Linked DNA regions of Mus musculus: region 2 is linked to region 1. Evidence: chromatin contacts called from public Hi-C data. All regions are on one chromosome and are shown on one strand. The core of a region is the stretch at or near the end of the contact, and the rest is flanking DNA. Distances in the headings are between cores, read along the strand shown. Region 1 has its middle 34 kb from the start of Vps13a. Region 2 overlaps Prune2 (prune homolog 2).

What was found. Hi-C and Micro-C count contacts between places; a contact is called where the count stands out from the background.
Region 2: a Hi-C map of the G1E-ER4 cell line shows a contact between it and region 1, with 2.8 times the contacts expected there. A contact is called at or near these places in 1 of 39 promoter capture datasets (the C10 cell line), 52 of 484 Hi-C or Micro-C datasets (the AML12 cell line, the AtT-20 cell line, the BV-2 cell line and 38 more), 5 of 130 datasets of targeted methods (astrocytes, bone marrow-derived dendritic cells, embryonic stem cells and 1 more) and 1 of 9 other capture datasets (macrophages).

What each region holds. Positions count from the first base shown.
Region 1 is chr19:16,814,070-16,816,668 of GRCm38.p6, forward strand. No RefSeq gene overlaps it. Among named protein-coding and RNA genes, the nearest start is that of Vps13a, 34 kb to the left of the region's middle.
Region 2 is chr19:16,991,058-16,993,656 of GRCm38.p6, forward strand. The region is part of intron 1 of Prune2 (prune homolog 2); the gene reads left to right. Among named protein-coding and RNA genes, the nearest start is that of Prune2, 36 kb to the left of the region's middle.

The sequences.
Region 1 (2,599 bases), core at 27-2,526:
TCGATTAAAACTTTTAAAAATGGATGATGGAGTCTGCATATAGGGTCTCCCAGTAGAAATGGGAGACAGTCTTTGGAGAGTGAAGCTTCTATACCTTCTGTCTCTGTCTCTGCCTCTGCCTCTGCCTCTGTCTCTGTCTCTGTCTCTGTCTCTGTCTCTGTCTCTGTCTCTGTCTCTGTCTCTCTGTCTCTGTCTCTCTGTCTCTCTGTCTCTCTGTCTCTGTCTCTCTGTCTCTCTGTCTCTCTGTCTCTCTGTCTCTCTGTCTCTCTGTCTCTCTCTGTCTCTCTCTCTGTCTCTCTCTGCCTCTCTCTCTCTCTCTCTCTCTCTCTCTCTCTCTGTCTCTCTCTCTCTCTGTCTCTCTCTCTCTCTCTGATCAGTGAGGACCGTAACAATGACAGTAATAATAGCAGTGATGTCGTAGGATTGGGGCCAACCTCTTCACAGTTATTCCTATTAATCTAAGTACTTTCCCCTTAATACATTGAACACAATAATTATGCTCCTGTTTGTTTAGCACAATGTCTGAAACAAATTCTTTGGGGGCTTTAACGTTGCGCAATCTTACGAAAGGGCAAATTCCAAAGAAGCCATAGAGATTTCTACATCTTATAATTCACGCAGTTCCGTTAACCACCATAACAAATACATTCATGTCTGGATAAAACTTAGCACCCTTTATTTATTTCCACAGATATTCTTGGTGGTGGGGGGAGGGGCAGGGATTTCTTTGTCACATCCTGGAATTTTATCTTAGATTCAACAGCAGTCCCATTATGAACTCCCCACACCCCACCCCGACCCCGTCCCTGGCACCTTGTAACTAGAAGTGAAGGAAGCCTGAGACAAGCAGTTAAACCCAGAGCTCTGCTCCACAGGATGTAGCTACAGGTTAAATGCTTTTTTATTTTTTATTTTTATCTTCTCCACAGACTTTATGACTGCAATAAAGATGTGAGTGGTCTCTCACTGAAAGGTAAACATCTGACAGAGAGAGATGAGATACATTCTAAAAGCCCGTGGCTGCTGTGACAGATAATCTAGTGATTAGAGCTTTGTTGGCTGAGCCAAGTCCCTTGAAGAGAGAAACAAGCTTCTTACGCCACCATGGCCACCCGGCACCCACTCACTGATGTGAGGTGCTCTGGAGTGCTGCTCAGTGAAGGCAGGAAGCCTGAACTTGGTAATTGAGAATGAATGTCAAGTAGTGTCGAGGCGCCTCAATTCATAAGGTTGATAACTCCTTCTGTGATTGCATTTCCATTTTTACAGCTGCTTCAGGGGCCAAGTTTGCCAGCCTTGTTTGGGGAAGTATATATATTACGGAACTCTTAGTGCTGCTTGAGAGGAAGCTAGCACTAAAAATAATAATAATAATAAAATCTGAGAACCATGGAATTTTCCAACTATTAAAGATATCAATTTTCTAAAAACTCTGAAAAGGAAGAAAGAAAGAGAAAGAAATTACTTTGAAAACAAGGAATAAAAATTCAGGAAAGTACATATTTTTGCACTACTCTAGAAATCATAAATTCAATAATAATTGGCCCTGAAAATATGTTTCTTTGGGAGAAATGAGTTAAACTGTATGAATGATTCAACAATGTATTCAACTTCTACAACGTTTTGAAACTACAGCTATTAACTGAAAATATGCATATACTTAAATGTAAACATTCATATATGTATATACAAGTATTTTTTTTTAGCATAGAGCACAGCTGAAGGACTATGACTATGTTTTGAATAGTGCCATATAATAACTGTTTTAGATGGCGCTGGCCAGATGACAATTGTGGTAACCACTTTCTTCTGACATTATACAAATGCAATATGCAAATGAATAAATATAGCAACGTCCCAATTAAACTTTACAGTAGATATAAATTTGGTTTTATTTGATTTTATGGGTCATGAATATTATTTTTTGTTAGTTTTAACCATTCAAAAATATAAAATTGTCTTATTTTGTGTACTATATATCCAACAGGAAGCATGATGAACTCGATCCATTTGTAATGTGTGATATGTAGTAGATATGTGTTTTGGGTCTGAGTTCCTTCTTAAAAACAGTATATTTCATCAGTGAGTGTATGGATGGCCGTATAGACAGGAATTGAACTAGGCTTAGCAGGATCAGTGGCCAATACTTTATGCAAGGGTCTGTGCTTGGTGGTACTGGTGCCTACTTTCACTAACCTTCTTTTTCTCTCTAGGGGTGTAGGTACAGCTCATTAGTAGAGCACTTGGCAAGTACACACAAGGTCCCAGGTGGAATCCCAAAGCAATAGCAATACTCCCAACACCACACACAGATACTTAATTTCCCAAAGTTATTAGTTAAAAACCATTGGGTCTGGAGAGATAGCTAAGTGGTTAGAAACACTGGCTGCTCTTTTAGAAGAGCCAAGGTCAGAGAGCGATGGGCACATCTGAGGAAATAAAATTTAGTTTAACATCTTATGGTTCTTGCCAAGGGTCTGTCTCCATAATTAGATACAATTCAGGACAGTCTGGGGTTTTCTTCTTGTCTAGATTAGCATATAATATGGAAAATAAAAAAATTGAAGGACTATTTCTATTTACCCTGACAATAGAAACC
Region 2 (2,599 bases), core at 69-2,568, 180 kb after region 1:
GTAGAAGGTTTAATTGCTTTCAAATTTTTAAATCAAATAAATCTGTAACAGTGAAGGATTGTGAAGATAAATTACAATGATCCATAAAAAACAAAACAACAACAACAACAACAACAAAACCAGCTGGGTGGTGGCGGTGCATGCCTTTAATCCCAGCACTTGAGAGGCAGAGGCAGGCGGATTTCTGAGTTCGAGGCCATCCTGGTCTACAGAGTGAGTTCCAGGACAGCCAGGGCTACACAGAGAAACCCTGTGTTAAAAACAAAACAAAACAAACAAACAAAACAACGACCCAGCAAATATTTCTTGCTGGGCAGCAGCTGGGGCTGTACAAGCAAGCAAATACAAACCATTTCTGGCCATTGCAACATCTATATCCTAGATATTTAAGACAGCAGAGCCTTGTAACATTTAATGAGAGAGGATGCAAACATTATATACAGCAGGAATAAGTACTCACAGAAGCATGGAAAAGAATATTACAAGGACTATACTAAATGGTCATAGCAATATTTAATTTGGGGAGATGAATGTATTGGTCTTCTGTGACTTTCTGTTTTGCAAATTTTAAAATAAGTAATTGCTATGTAAACCTCAGGGAGGATGGATGCATGTCAGGTGTAGGAGGCCTTCATTTACATTCAGCCTTCGAAATTCCTACATTGCCTTTGATGGGGATGGGTTGGCAGAAGCTCTTCCAAATGCCATCTCTTGAAGAGTATGTGTGTCTTTCCCATGAGGACTAAGCACAGAAAAGAGACAGAAGACAGGTCAGAGCTGAGGAGTAAGGTTAAGGGCCCAGGTTGACTCCCATCAGCATAAAAAGATGACAGCCCCTGAGTCTTGAAAGGGAAAGTTGAGGGATTTTCAAGACCTATAAGTTCACAGAAGACAAATTCCAGGATGCATTCTCTATTTCCATGAGAAGAGACCAGTTGATCTTAGACAGAGGCACTTCCTAAGCAGACAGTTAAAAAATTTAAGACCATTCAAAAAGCTAACATTAAACCTGGGAATTAAGAAAGACCAGTTCCACAATTTTTTGAGCCAAATTTGATGCAGACTTTAATCGAGTACTGTCCAGGATGTCGGATTCTGGCCAGAATCATTCTGGGGTTCCCAGAAAATGGTTCGGAGTCACATTTTGCAGATGCTTTTAAAGGCAAGCCCATAATGTTATCACATTTTCTATCAGGTACAATCAGAGGCAAGCACACTTCCTGATGTATTTCCTGCCCATGGCTTCCCCACCTATATGTGATCAAGCATATCTGGTGCAGTTGGATCATACAAACTTGTTTTAGGGAGTGAAAAACATGTGTCTTGTTATCTCCCAGAAACAGCTTCCAGTCTTTTAAGAAGTATCTGTCCTTGGGCATGGACGGGGCTTATCGGTTTTGTTTCATGGATCCCTTAGGCACAGTTAACTAAAACTTAAAGCGTAGCTTTGGCTCTCACATGATGTCAGATGATTCCTTCCAAGGTAAGGATTTGAGGGTGCAACTGTTGCTTCAAAGTTTGAATTAGAGAGAAAAAATATTGGTATTGCTTTTAAACAACCTTGAACAATATGTTGCATACACACACACACACACACAGAGAGAGAGAGAGAGAGAGAGAGAGAGAGAGAGCACAGAAGAGTGTACACAATGATACTTGCCGACACTTGATCTGAGAATATTATGAGGTCAAGACTGGCAGTAAACAGGTTGAAAACAGTTCTGCTCCTAAATCCTTGGTGCTTTGAATCATCGTGCCCCTCTTATGTCTGAGAAGAGTTTTGAGTGTACAATATCCAGTTGTTAGACCAGAGGCCCCCTTGAGTGAACTGGTACCCCACAGATCATCTAAAGTCCTCAGGCAGTGTCTTAGGGTTTTCATTGCTATGAAGAGACACCATGACCAAGGCAACTCTTATAAAGGACAATATTTAATTGGGGATAGCTTACAGGATCAAAGGTTCAGTCCATTATCATCAAGGCAGGAAGTAGGGCATGGTCCAGGCAGGTGTGGTGCTGTAGACAGAGCTGAGAGTTGTATACATATTGTTTCAGGGAGAACCAGAAGACTGAATCTCTCAGGCAGCTAAGAGGAGGGTTGCAAAGCCTACCCAACAGTGTCACACTTTCTTTAACAAAGCAACATCTCTCAACAGTGCCACTCCCTGGGCCAAGCATATTTAAACCATCATAGGCAGTATTTGGAATTGGCTTCCTATGTCTACTCACAATGACTTCATATATCAAAACAGGAAGGAGGTTCAAGTCAATCTGACTTTGGCTATTCACAGCTGAGTGTGTTTAAACTGGTCCCCACTCCCCAGTTTTCTCGAATAGAAGATGTTGAAGGAAGGTGTCCTACAGAACTGGCAAGAAGAAGCTCAAGAGGAATACTGAGCTTGGTTGGGGGCAGGGTGATGATAATTAAAGAAGGCTCTAACATGTCCAAAGTTCACTTCAGTTGCTGAAGGACTTAACAGGGAGGAGATGCCAAGGAGAAGGGAGAGATGAAAAGGCTAATGAGCTAAAAACTTCTTTGTACTCCTGAATGTTTGTCAGACCCTGACTTAAATTCCAGGATGGCTGACCAGCAAGGCTAC